Regions from separate parts of the Mus musculus genome. Here region 2 is linked to region 1. Evidence: chromatin contacts called from public ChIA-PET data. All regions are on one chromosome and are shown on one strand. Each heading gives the region's core, a stretch centred on a gene start, on an enhancer-like site or on the middle of the called end of the contact. The rest is flanking DNA. Distances are from core to core; before and after follow the strand shown.

Evidence for each region. ChIA-PET counts read pairs in DNA pulled down with a chosen protein or histone mark.
Region 2: a contact with region 1 is called in an SMC1A ChIA-PET map of the G1E-ER4 cell line, with 8 read pairs. The contact joins two enhancer-like sites. A contact is called at or near these places in 2 of 15 datasets of contacts at CTCF or cohesin (the G1E-ER4 cell line and pro-B cells), 34 of 484 Hi-C or Micro-C datasets (B cells, the C2C12 cell line, the G1E-ER4 cell line and 18 more) and 1 of 115 datasets of contacts at active chromatin or transcription factors (embryonic stem cells).

What each region holds. Positions count from the first base shown.
Region 1 is chr2:62,283,087-62,289,935 of GRCm38.p6, reverse strand. Slc4a10 (solute carrier family 4, sodium bicarbonate cotransporter-like, member 10) reads right to left here. Exons shown (of 26, transcript NM_033552.3): 16 at 2,973-3,134; 17 at 1,115-1,228; 18 at 1-26. Among named protein-coding and RNA genes, the nearest start is that of Dpp4, 130 kb to the left of the region's middle. Within about 2 kb of position 3,060, at least 4 of the 459 cell types and tissues checked have an H3K27ac peak or open chromatin away from gene starts, as enhancers often do. A contact at or near this core is called in the G1E-ER4 cell line, where this site is marked.
Region 2 is chr2:62,612,315-62,620,123 of GRCm38.p6, reverse strand. It overlaps Ifih1 (interferon induced with helicase C domain 1), which reads left to right. Exons shown (of 16, transcript NM_027835.3): 5 at 2,640-2,863. It overlaps Gm39839 (a long non-coding RNA gene), which reads right to left and starts at 172. Exons shown (of 3, transcript XR_866370.3): 1 at 1-172. Within about 2 kb of position 4,098, at least 2 of the 459 cell types and tissues checked have an H3K27ac peak or open chromatin away from gene starts, as enhancers often do. A contact at or near this core is called in the G1E-ER4 cell line, where this site is marked.

The DNA of each region.
Region 1 (6,849 bases), core at 1,811-4,310:
AACCAGCCACGGTCGTCTCTGGTCGGCTGAGAAAAAAATTAACCATAGATATCAGTAGCAAGATTGATGAATACCTAACCAAACTAAGTCATACAGATATAAACATGGAACTCTTAATTATGAAGTGATTGGCTGAGCATTCACTAAGTAATAAACTCGCGGAGCATTCACATAACTAAGGACACCCCTCTGAGTGTCTTATCTTTTAACCCATTTTCTCTTCATAGCATAGTAGGGATGAAATTGAGGCATAGAGTGCCGTAGTAAGTTGTCTAAGGTTCCAGGGTTAATAATTAATTGAGGTCAAATTTTAACTCCAGCAGACTAATTAAAACATCATTCTCAATCAATACCTGTATTTAATAAGTAACACCAATACCTACTATTTACTGTATGCAAATTTGTCTACATTTAAGATTGCACATTGTACACTATGCTAGAAACAAGGCAGAGCTTTCTTTTAGTTTAGTGGATATATAAATAGAAGGTTTTGGTGTAATATAGTAACTTATTTCAGGTGTGTGCACAGGCTACTATATGAAAAATGAAAACCAAAACAAAACAAAACAAAAAACCAGAAACTGAGCCATATCATAAGCTCAGCAAAAGGTTCAAAACAGGGCTGCTGCTGGAAATGAGTCCCAGAGGAATTCATTATGACAGCAAATGATTCTCCGATTAAGTCCCTAGCTCTGTTTGACAGATGAGAAAACAGGCTGAGGCAGTAAATTTGCTGGCATCAAGGGCTGTCCTGCCATCATAATATGGTTGGTATACTTATCCCAAGCCTAGTATCTGTTTTTCAAACCCTATTCACTCTGCAGTTTTCCCTCACAAAAATGCATGTCCCTCAGTTTCAGAATGCTTCCTTGGTTTGTAGGCATGCTGTACTGTTTGCATATCTTTCAACTCTAATGGGTGATAGGAAATGTTTAAGCAGTCTTGAAGTTTCAATTTTATTATTCTTTTTAATACCAGACAACAATTTATTTCTTAATCTATTAATGCATATTGCTCATGTTCTCATAAAAGTTTCTTATACTGGGTCACAGATCATCTATTAGATACAGAGGAATAGAAAAGCAGATAGATGTTACATGCTAGATAAATTCACCTTGAAAACGCTTGGTACTTGTAGTTTTGGTGATGGGATCCCAATGGCATAGTCAATTAAAACCATACACAGAATTGTAAGAAAAACCGCAAAATCACTCACTATGGATCGAACCTAAAAATAATGAAAATATTGTTACTTTGAGGGAGCTATAAATAACTAGAAATATTCAGGAGCAGTCTTGAATATGACCGCTGTGACATAATATCATGATGTTACTCCGTATGCACATTGTAACATAGTATCATTAGCTATGCTATGCTACAGTCTGAATACATCTATGTCTCTCACCCACACTTTTTCAGAATAAAGATTTATTGAACTGAAATAATGGTGGTCATTTTCTTTTTCATATTCATTTAAAGTATCTATTATAAACCCAAGTATGTGAAAATTTGGAACACAGAATAAAGTTGTCTGGCCTGCATCAGGTGAATTTTAGGTCTCTTGAATACACATTATATTTTAACATTATGAATCCAAAGGACCACTAAATGGCATTACCTGCTTTTATTAAAGAAGCGTGTTTTAATTACTTAAGGTATGACAATTACTAATATACACAATGATGTAGGCAAATTTAAAAATTTCTTTGATATAAAATGAACTTTATATAAGCCATTTTTCAAACCATTTCTCATTGTAGAAAGCCATTGTGCAGTGGTGCACAGTTCATGGTGCACATGTGCAAGTCAGAGAAAAACCTCCTGAGATGCTGGCCCCATTTCTCACTGGCCTGGAACCTCATCCAATAGCTCAGGCAAAGGCACACGAAGGATTCACCTCTTTCCCCCTGCAATCTCACTGTGATCTCTGGGACCACAGGTGTGCACCAATACACCCAGCTCTCCGGCACCCCCACCCCCACCCCCAGCCCTTTACCATAGGTTCTTGGACCCTGGGTTTAGGTTCTTATGTTTACAGAGCAAGCACTTCACAGACTACGCCATCTCCCAAGCTCTCCAAGGACATTTTTGAGTAGTTACTCTTAAAAACTATCAGTAACATTTGCTTTCTATTAGTATGCTGTTGCAACCCATGAACAAAGTCGTTAGATTCTGACATAGAGAATGGTTCAGCTGAAAGGTGGAGGAGATAAGCCTGTTAACTTTCGTGAAGAAGATAGTGACCGAAAAAGCAGCAGTCTCTGGAAGGAACTCTTCTTGTTTACCAAAGTGGAATTTTTTTGAGATATTTACCTCAGTCTGAAAAACATTTGTTTCCTCTGTGTGTGTGTCTGAGTGTGTGTGTGTCTGAGTGTGTGTGTGTGTGTGTCTGTGTCTGTGTGTGTGTGTGTGTGTGTTTGTTAAATCTCATCCTGGACCTTTTCATGGTGGACTCAGACCTCACAGATTTTTATGTTGTAGTGTTAAATATTGAACTCAGTTGATTCCCTGTTTCCTTTCTCAAATATACAGATACAAGCATGGTGGCTTAGGGTAAAGGACTGATGCATTTAAAAAAAGAAAAGAAAATTGTGTCCTAGTGCACAGTGCCAGGCTTCTCCATGTAGAGACTGTAACACTGGTTCCTGTCAGGCTGGCATAGGCCCCACTGCTCCCTGGGAAAGAAAGTGACAATCACTAATATGGCCTATGCTTTGACTTTCCAAATCTGTACATGGGAAGGGAAGTGTTGACCTTTCAGTTTGAAGGAAAGCAGAAGAGCTTGTGCCACCTCTGGTAGCTATGTCACAAAGGGCTTCTTCCCAGCCCTGTTCTAGGACCTAAATCTAGCTTGCCAGTTCTCTCAGAACCTTTCTACCAGTTCATGTCATTCCATCAGTAACTCTCCCCTAACCTTGAGCATGTAGAATATTTAGTTTATATTTGGATCAGAAATATTTAAACCCAAGTACCTTGGTTGGGAAATAGCGGCTGGTCTTGAACTGCTTCAGGGTGGCTGACATGGTAACTGTGGAGAAGAACAGGATCACCGACCAGAAGAGAACATCTGGCACGTAGGGGTGGCCATGGCCACAGGCTCGCCCGACATACTCCCCGTGCAGTGATCTGCACTCCTGAGAGGAAGGGAAACACAACTGGTAAAGAACACTTAGTGCATTTCTTTCAGAAAACTAACACCCTATCAAACGCAGCTGAGACACCTAGACTGCTCACCCATGGCTCCCACAGAGAACTTAAGAGGTATGACACTTGATTTCAAGTTCTACTTGGATAGGGTTTAAATCTGACATCGATTAAGTTCAAGATAACAGATATATTTTAAATGTGATAAGTTTGATAATGTAGTTTGTACTAACATCAGAAATATAATAAAGCATTTAAATATGTCATTTTAGTTTTTTTCACACCAACACCATAGACAGATATTTTCATTTATATTTGATACCAGAGAAAGCTGAGACATGGAGAAACTAAGCAATGTTTTTTCAGCCTCACTAATGCTATGTGGTAGAGCTGGGTACATGCACCGCTCTTGTGGTAGGCATTATAGACTAGTGCAGAACAGTAATTATTTTTAAAAACTAGTTCAACAATACTAAGAAGGCTATGAAAGATAACAAAAATGATGATATATATTTAAAGAAATGGAAATTTGAATCGTATACGGTAATTGTTGAATTCAAATAAGAAATGATAAAGAAATTCCTACATGAACAAGGAGAGGGTCATGCTTGCTCTGCTTTCCCACGGAATTTCTTCTGCTTTTATGTTTGTTTGTTATGTTTTGTTTTTTAAGGGGAAAAAAAGGTTAAAAAAAAAAAAGAAAAGAAAAAGAAAAAGAAAAAAATTAATTACTGTCTTAGCCATTAGGTGGCAGCAAAGTCAAAAAGAACTTCAAGGGGGAAAAACAGCATTTTATGTAAGCATTAAATATTTTGAAAGGAAAAAATATTTCTAAGTCATCTTGGAAAACGTTCATATTCTAAAAATTATATTACTGTATTCAAAACAAATAGAAAATATCAGCTTAAAGAAGCCAGGAAAATTTTTATTCATCTAGGTATTGTGACCCTGAACAAGACTTGCTTTGTGGAATAGTCAAAGAAAATTTAGAGATATGCTGTTTTCACTGAACCAAACTTCAAGCGCCTGAGTTCACTCTAGAATAAAACAAACTCCTCCGAAATATTTAAAATAAATAAGTGGCCACATTGTCATCCGGAAGCAAGCAACAACCAACTTCTTCTTGACATAGGTACTGAGTCTAAAGGTTCTTGAAAAATCAGAATAACTTAGAGCCATGTAACAGACACCACACTGTCTTTATTATTAGCTAAATTTCAATTATTCATGTTAAGATGATTCAGAGAACAGAAACTAAGCTACTGAAGAACTGCATAATAATAATAATAATGATAATAATAATAATAATAAACCTCTTAGCCTTATTTATAGCTTTAATTTTCCTTCTTAAACTTAATAAATAAATTTTGAAAAAAAATCTTTGACATTTCCAGTCTCTTTTTGTGTGCATTTAGAAATGCTTGGAACAATTGCTAAGCAGTGTTACGTGCACCAGGATGTCTAAGCAGAGGAAGTGGGAGTCCCACACAGCACATAGTGATTTGTGAGCACCTGCAGTCTTTTGTGCATGTCTGAAAGGCTTCTATGAATTCTTTGGATGTAGGTGGGTCAGATGCTCTACTCCTAAGAAGCCAGATGCAAGAAAAGATTATTCAACTGCCTATCTATAACCGCCAATGCCAAGGCTAGCTATCTCAACTCAAAGCAAACTGTAAAGTATTATTATTTCTTGTTTTTCAAGGAAACAAGGGTGGGGCTCTGATTCTAAAAAGTAAATTCTGTAGGTAAAAAGTAACTACAGAATTCAACATTTATTTTCAGCTTTATACTATCTACATGTCCAACATATACCCCCCCCCCCCCACACACACACAGAGTGAGAGGGGTTTGGGATAGAAACAGAGTCAGAGATAGAGTCAAAGAAATGAAGAGACAGAGAGACAGGGGAAAAAGGAGTCCTTTGGACGTGCAAACAAACTTCAAAGCCTTTCTTTCATTTTAGTCTATCATGGTTTACAATATAGTAAGTACTCAAAAGATACTTGCTGACAGATTCTAATTACTCTTCCAACACATTCTATTTCAACAATTCTATAAATTGGTAAAAATTAAAATAGAAATTATTAGTATATTTTGAAGATATGAATGTGAAATTATTAATGTCTTTTCAAATGTATATATATATATATATATATATGTATAGAAAGAGACTAAAAAGCATTGAAACAAATTTCAAGCAATTGATAATTACTTTCCCTTCTTTTTTAGTTTTTAAAGATTTTTGAAATTACAATGTAATTAAAATATAATTACAATATAATAACAATAATTATAATACCATTACATTTCCCCTCTCCCCTCCTTCCTCCAAACATTTCCATATATCCCTCCTTGCTTTGAGATGTTCCTGATGTACTTGTGTAAGTGCACAGAGACAGAAGTCTAAGTCTATTAGCTTGCCATAAAGTTGAATTAAACAGTAAACGTGAGGTGAACGTAGTTCAACATAATCATTTGGTGTTTACCAAACATTTAGCCCTTTGATTTTGATTCTCTGCCTTACTGAGTTATCAAGGTATAAGTTAGTAATTATAAGATATATTATGATGAAATAAAATAATATCTGCTATTAACTGATGAAAATGATATGACATTTCTTATGTAACATTAATTCATAGTAGAGAACTTTAAAAATTAAAATAAGGCATAAAGTGTTAAATTTGTTTTGCATCTAAAATATTTTTATAACCCTCTAATTGTACAAAAACTTCTATTTTCAAAGGGTGGGTGGGTAGAGAGGTGGGAGGCTCTGTATGAAGAGGGGAAAGGGAGACACTGTTAGATATATTGACTAAAAATTCTTAAGCAAAAAATTGAAATAACTCACTTGTGGCTAACATCATCAATTGGATTGGCTAATGTATAGAATAAATTTTACTATTTTGCATTAAATGATTTAGAGAAAAACAACACATGACTTAATTTGGTTGAATAATTCAGACTGGATTATTTTGAATTTGTGATCAAGAGAAAATAGAAATACGTGACCCAAAATGAAGCTTTGTAGATAAAGCACACCACTCACTGCCTACACACCTACCATGACCTCACTATGACTCCACCATGATTTCACCATGACCCCACCACAACCCCAGATCTAATTTCTCACTAAATTTGCATTGTCCTTTCTTGTTCACACCATCACTTCCTTTACTGATTAATTTAAATGGTTTTCTGGAAACAAGAACCCTGGTTGCATTACTTTTCTAGGGAAATATAGGTTGAAAAGAATAAATGTTGACCACAACAGCAGACAAGAGTAAGTGGAGGTTTATTCTAAAGAAACGCAAGGGGCTCTGCTGTTTTCAAGATGCCTAGATGTAAAAAGCAAAATTTGTAACCTACAAATTTTAACATTAATGTGTTCTCTCTCTCTCTCTCTCTCTCTCTCTCTCTCTCTCTCTCTCTCTCTCTCTCTCTCTCTCATACACAGAGAGACAGAGAGACAGAGAGCAGGAGAAAATAAAGATCATAAAATATAGGTCAAGATTAAAGAGAGACAGAGAGCAGGAGAAAACAAAGATCATAAAATATAGGTCAAGATTAAATTGTAAACCAAGAATAAGTAAATTGATTTTTAATTCTGAAAGAACATATACAACAGAATATACCTCAGTAAGGGGAAAGAACCAAAATCAAAGGGTCAAATGTTTGATAAACACCAAATGATTATGTTGAACAATG
Region 2 (7,809 bases), core at 2,849-5,348, 330 kb before region 1:
TACTTGACAAGAAACAACTTAGGAGAAGAAACAATTACTCCAGCCTGTGGTTTAGGGGATAACAGTCGACCATGGTAGAACCAGCATGGAGGGCCTGTCACTCCTGACTGTAGAAGCAGGAGAGGGAATTGTCTTGCTTATTTCTCTGGCAGCCTAATAGGAAGCAAGTTGTTCAGGCTGTAACTCAAAGATTCCCCTCAGGTCAGCCCAGCTACCGACTTCCTGCAGCTAGACCCAACCATCCAGTTATCTTCCCAAAGCAGAGCTACCTTTGGAGAACACAGGAGATGGTGGGCCTCTTCACTTCCAGACTCTAACATGTACACTGGGGGCTCATTCATTTTACTTGGGTTTTAGGTTTCTGGAAGAGAGACAGAGAAAATCCTTAGGTTTCTTTTTTCTCTTTTTAAATTAAGTTTTGCTACCAAAATGATATAATAGAAAAATAAAAATCAAAGTGGGAAATTTATTACCAAAAAGTATATACAATTAAATTACTATGAGGAATGCAATTTTTTATCATTCTTAAATCTATACCAAAATTTTGATAGAGTAAAATTAATGGAGAATTTATTGATATGGATTTCTGTGTCTTGATTTAGATACTGCTTAAAATATATCTTTCATTATAAGCTTGCTCTTTTGGGAAAAGTTGGGTAATTCATGCTTTCAGTAGAGAAGAAATATTAAAATTTTCATTACCTAAAAAAGCCACTTGGTGGAAAAGAAATGTTATCGTTAAATTAATCTGAACCTTACAGAAATATAATGGGAAGTGAATTTAAAATGCTGGTGATTCGTGTGATTTTTTTTTTCATAAAAAACATTGAATGACTCAGCGGATGATCCAACCATAGCTTAAGTGTATTGCATCTGTGGTTATTCATGTGTAGAAGGCAAATGTCCTACTTACTCGGTAAATGGTTCTCACTAAGTGGTTTTTGGTGTGAATTTTCCTACCTGTTCAGATAGTTCTATCTCAGCAAGTTAAAACCCACTAAAACGGAATCAACGGTTTGCGGGAAATGGAGCTGTCAGCAAGTTCTTTAAAGTTAATGGGATGGTGTTAGTTTAGTCTTACTGTGGCCATTGATAAGGGAGTAAGCACTCACCCAGTGTGTGCTGGAGGGCTGATAAGCACGGTCATCTCATCTTTTCTGATGCTGTAAAGCACAGGTGGGTGTTTAAGTTGAAATAATATTTGTTTTCCTACATTCCACTTTGTGAGCAGTACATTTTAGATCCTTTCCTCTTGGCCAAGAAGATGAGAAAACGTGGTCCCTTCTGAACAAAATATATCTAAAACAAGATATGTGTCATAATAAAATTACTCTAGCGTTTATGAAATCACTATGTTAGCACTTACTTTGTCAGCATTTTTTATTTTAAAAATGCATATTATGGAACTACTTGTAATAAATATATTTTGATTTGGGTTTCAGGAGAACAAATGTATGGAGACCTGCATATCAGGAAATAATAATAGAAATCTAAAACAACATGGCAAATTGATGACAGTTTAGCTGAAAACTGCATAATTATGTTTTATCTGTTGATGGAAACATTACTAAGTAAAGGCCGGTATAGGTAGCGCTTTCCTGTTCCCTAAATATGCTTTCTAGTCTGGTAGCCTCAAACGCAAATGATCTCCACACTCTCTGTCTCTTTGACTCTGTTTTTCCTGTCTCTGTCTCTCTGTGTTTCTCTGTGTCTCTGTTTCTCTCCCTCACAGACGAGCACACGCACACATGTGTGCATGCCCTCATGCGGGCGCGCGCGCGCACACACACACACACACACAAGCACAGAAGCAGCTCTTGATGTCCTAAGTGCCACTTGTACAGATTCTGTCAACTGTGTATCCAAACTATATTTTAAAATTTATACTGAATAGATAGAAATATTTTGTCATTACTCCTTAAACAATAAAAAACAGCTTTTTATAAAGCACTCACACTATATCAGATTTGTAAGTAGAAATAATTTGTAAGAAGATATATATGCACACTTCATACAATTTATGTTCCAGTTTACATGAAGCTCCTAAAGTTCCCCAGATAGCAGTAGATGACAGCATTCATGTGCTTTGTGATATTTAGTTATTAGATGATGTTTTTAACAAATTAAGGAAGTAGTTCCAGCTATTTTTCTTTCTTTTTAATAAAAAATAACGGACATGAGAGCAGTGAGGACTAATCAGCCTTCCTTTCTAGCCCACTTTGCTTTAATGGGAGGAGGGCTAAGAGAAACCCAGAGGACAAGAGACAGAGCAAAGACCTGAGATGCCCTGTGCATTAGCGATAGGAACCTACAAGCCCACACAACATCCTTTCTGTGATCCAAGCTGGGAAGTGCTCTCTCTTGACAACTCTTCCCCAGTCATCTCCTTCCAAGGCCTCTATGCTGTTAATTCACTCCAACATAGGGAGCCTGGATCAGTCCTGAAAGACAGACCTGACACTCCCTGGTACAGAAAACAGAAAGTGAAGTGGTTTGGAACACAGAGGACAGGACCTTAAACATCTAAATCCTGTCTGCAGTTTGGGGGCTTCCAAGCCTTCGTATCTTTGCTGGGCCTCCAAGCCTTCATATCTTTGCTGTTTCTCTTACGCCACTTTTCCATGTTTTTCTTCCCTCAGATGAAAGTGTCATCCAGACAAAAAGAGTATCCCCCGAGCCAGAACTGCAGCTCAGGCCTTACCAAATGGAAGTGGCCCAACCAGCTCTAGATGGGAAGAATATTATTATCTGCCTCCCCACGGGGAGTGGGAAAACCAGAGTGGCTGTTTACATCACCAAAGATCACTTAGACAAGAAGAAGCAGGCATCTGAATCCGGGAAGGTTATCGTTCTTGTCAATAAGGTATACGCTCCTGTGCTCCCTCTTGTATGAACATTCTCACTGAAGCCTGAAGATGATAACATTTGTAGCACCAAACCACACAGAGATTCATTTCATTAGGTTTAAGGTCAAAGAAACCATTTATTTTCATTTTTATCCTTAAGCTATATATCTAAAATTTAAGAGATTAACCTTAAAATTGATGTTTTCATGAAACTAGATCATTAAGCAAGATAGTTCTAATTTACATATAAAAATTTAATTTGTCAGCACACTCGCTCTTTTTTTAATTAGATAATTTCTTTATTTACGTTTCAAATGTTTTCTCCTTTCCTGGTTTCCCCTCTGAAAACCCCCTATCCCCATCCCCCCACCTGCTCACCAACCAGCCCATTCCTACTTCCTGTCCCTGGCATTCCCCTATACTAGAGCATAGAACTTTCACAGGACTAAGGGCCTCTCCTCCCATTGATGACCGATTAGGGCATCCTCTGCTACATATGCAACTAGAGCCATGAGTCCCACCATGTGTTTTCTTTGGTTGGTAGTTTAGTCCCAGGAAGCTCTGGGGATACTGGTTAGTTCATATTGTTGTTCCTCCTATGGGACTGCAAACCCCTTCAGCTTCTTGGGTACCTTCTCTAGCTCCTTCATTGGAGACCCTGTGCTCTGTCTAATGGAGGGCTGTGAGCATCCATTTCAACACACTCACGCTTTTGAGCATGTGTGACCCGAAAATGATGATCAACTACCTTCTTTTAAAGCATCTTTAGCCACTAATACTTAACCAAACATTGTATATACTCTTTATCCAGAACATTATAGAGCAGAGTGTGACTGAAAGATAGAGAAAACTTAATTGACTATTTTTACCCAATTGAACATTAATATGTATTACATTAAATGCTACTGAACTTTTCTTTGAAAATTTGTATCTTGTAAAGGTCCTCCAATCATCTTTATATTAACACTGTAAACAAAATTTATTTATTTGAATTTTATTTAGATAGAAGAGAATTTACACACTAGTAGACTGAATAATATTTTTTCCTATTCTAGGAAATAAAATTTAATGTGCTTTTCATGATTAGCCTTTTTCTTATCATCATGTACTTGTTTAAAGGAAATAACACCGATAGACTTTTAAGACTGCTTGTGTAAATTTTTTAAGATTTATATTATTCTAAAACATTTTGTAGGAAGCTGCTTTGCCATATTAAAAATACCATATTCAGTATCCACAGGGTGAGTGGTGTCCATCACCGTGTTTGAAATGGACCTGTGTGGACCTTCTAAGCCTGACCTGCTCTCCTGGACATGTGCTCAGTGGTAGAGCTCCTGCCTAGAGGATGCAAGGCTCTGGATTTGAAATCCAGCACTCACCTGGGCATGGTGGCCAATGCCTTTAATCCCAGCACTTGGGAGGCAGAGGCAGGAGGATTTCTGAGTTCGAGGCCAGCCTGGTCTACAAAGTGAGTTCCAGGACGGCCAGGGCTACACAGAGAAACCCTGTCTCAAACAAACAAACAAACAAACAAAAAATCCAGCACTCCCAGAACCAAACAGAGGGTCATATCTTTATACCTTTCTACCCACCATGGGAAGATGATTTTTATATTCTTTTCTGGCAATAATGAAACATTAATATTTATTTGCCCTAAACCTTTCATTTATTCATTTTTTGAATATAAGTTTAAATCCTATTTCTACCTACCTATTAGCACTGTGACCTCAGACAAATTTCAACATTTTCTAACATTTTAGTTGTCTAATCTCTTCCCCCGCCCCTCTGTGTGTGTGTGTGTGTGTGTGTGTGTGTGTGTGTGTGTGTGTGTGAGAGAGAGAGAGAGAGAGAGAGAGAGAGAGAGAGAGAGAGAGAGAATATGCATGTATGTGCTTGCTCAAAAATTAAGTCTAATAATAACTCATTAAATTTTCTTATTTTCTTTTCTTCCTTTATCATCTGTAACTTAATGAAATTGAATACTTTACATATAGGACAGGATTGAGTCCTAAATCCACAGGAAAAAAATAATGTTGTTAAATGAATCCAAAGCTGCTTACACGATGTCTTTGTTCCTCTAGGGCAGTTCTGCCATTTTCTGAATCTTAGCCTCTGAGGAGAGGTGGTGACCTCTCCTCTCGAAGGCTCCCTTTCCTATTTATCTGTCTCTGTGTCATATATACCACCTCATCCTAGTCATGTAGCTTCAAAGCCCAGTGATTATCTTTCATTAATTTCCTTCTCTATTTCCCTGATCTGGTCAGAGGACCATAGACTGTAAGAGCTGAGAAGACCTTTGTGGTACAGCTTTCCTCCTTGGCAGAGATGTGCCACTTCTAGTTAATATCTGGTACCAAGGAAATTTCCCATCTTCCAAAACAACCACAGCCATTCTTTCCACATTTGCCACCCAAAGTAATCCATGCATGTGTTCTCTTAAACACATGTGTTCTATGAAACCCACAGTTATTCTTTCCTCTGTTATCCTGGAACATAATCATAACTCTCCTGCTTTGCAACAAAGAAAGGGCAACATCCTGTGGGTACTGGGTGACACCATAGTCCCTTTTATTATGATTCCCGGGCCCCTCAGGATTTAACATCCTCATAGTCTCCCAGACACATTGTTGAACAAATGCTGTAGATGCAGTCTTAGGAATGTGGAGTGGAGGAGAGACGAGGTCTAGCTCAATCCAGGACTGAGTACATTTGTATATCAGAATCTGTACTAAGCTAAAACCTTATTTTACTTTTGTATAACTGACTTTCAAGCTTCAGCATTTTTCTTATTTATGTTGTCTGATCATTTTAGATCTGTTTTTATTATTTTATGTGTATGAGTGTTTTGCCTGCGTGTGTGTGTCTGTGCACCCGGTGCATGCCTGAGGCCCATGGAAGCCGTCAGAGAGTGTTGGATCCTCTCAAACTGAAGTTACAGAGAGTTGGAGTTACCACGTGGTGCCTGGGAATTGAATCTGGGTCCTCTGAAAGAATAGCGAGTGTTCTTAACCACTAAGTGGGCCACTTTTCTGGTCCCAGATCTAATTTTGTAATGGTTTACTGTACCTTTCTTTATATAAATGTTCTTTTGCTTGATTTATTCTACTTAGGACTCTTTCAACCCATACAATCTAGGTAGTTCTTATTCATGCACATTTACAGGCACATTTATTGTTTATCATTTTCATCATTTGTATCTACTGTATTGGATTCTTTTGATAATCAAAGCAGATTTTATTGGTTCTATGTGGCTTGTGTAGATCCTGTACCCATTTGAGCATGGTTTGTGAACTAGGTTCTTAAAAATCCGAGTACTTAGTGGCTGTTGTTAAAAGCTATGAGATAAACAAAGGTATCCCAGTGTTTGTGTCTATGTGTGAATATTTAGCAGAGTAATTAAAAATTTCTCAATTAACTATCAAAGCTTTTGAGTTCCAAACATGAAATTTGAATTTTCCAATGACATTTTCCCATTGAACAAGCACTAAAAGCACCGCCCAGTCCTCTTTCCTCCCTCCTTGTTTTCTTTGAGATTACTACAAAGACTTTCCACTAGCTCTCCATTTACATTGTTATTGTTTACTGTAAGTTGTCCCTTAAATATATTTAAAGAACCTTCAGCTTTAATTATTTATTTTTTATTTTTTTGGAAATCTCTAACTTACGAATGCAGCATATTAGTGTCTAGCCAACTTGCAATGTATTTTAGCTCCCAATCTAGAGTACAGAAAACTTGGTCTCTAATACCATTTACTTTCGTCTCCATCCTTTCCAAAGTTATAGCCTTCAAGTGCAGAGAGAAATGCAAACACCACCTGTGCTCCCAGACTTTCCATTTCCTATCTAGGGCTTCAACATCATGAGAGAGAAGTCCCAGGTTCCTTCAGATGCTGAAATGCAGCCCCATATGATTCAGCAGAAGTGGGGAGCAGTTGGGCTTGATTAGTCTTGGCACGCACTCTGTCACATCTCAGGAAAAGGCTCCAAGAGGACCACACACCTCCCAATTAGCCATGTCAGACTTGCATCTGGCTTTCTCTATGTCCTTCAGTGGGAAGACAGGGCTACCCAGAGTGAGTTTCAAGATTGTCCAACAGTGACCGCATTATCAGGCATAATCACATTGTGAGGGATAGAGCGAGCAGGTGCCGAAGCCTGGCCTTGACATTCTTCCTATCAACTTTCGATTTGCTATACTATATGCTTCTAGAATTCCATTTTTATATCCTCCTAGAAGGAAACTCTCAAGGTAGCTTGACTCAGGTGTTATAGCAATTGCAGGCTGGCAATATAGCCTAGGTGTTAGAGCAATTGTTTAGCATACATGAAGCTGGGAGTTCTGTCCTTGGCACTACAACCAAATCTTACTTCATGGAGCATGCTTGCAATTCCAGCACTAAAGAGAGGTAGAGACAGAAGGATCAGGAGTTCAAGGTCATCCTAAGCTACATAGGGAGTTCAACGCCAGCCTAGACTAAAGGATAACTCCCTTTCTCCAACAAACAAAAATAAATTAGGAATGAGACAGCCGAACCTGTGTCCTCCTCAGTCTGGGAGGTCTTCTGAGTTACTAGCAATTACAGGTGTCACCAAGGTGTCAGCAGTGACTTTCAGAAGATGCTGCAACTTACAGAGTTGGTTAGAACGAAAGTGAATTTCCACCTCTCCTACCCTTTCTTGCCACTTCATTTTTATTCAGACACCAAAGCCATTGTGGTAGTTTATTCTCTCCCACCCCACACATCCTCAGAATAAATGTGCTTATGCTACCTTCCGGGTTCCTTGCTCTTTCCAATGTTGTGGTCAGATAGCCAGTAGCAGGATCCCAGGCACTAAGAAGAAATGATCTCTAGAATCCAACTCATGGGTATCCTGAGAACTGTTAGATAGAATTTAATATTCCACTTAATGTTCCCAGCTGACCCTGCTCTACACATTAAGAATTGATTTAGTATCAAATAAA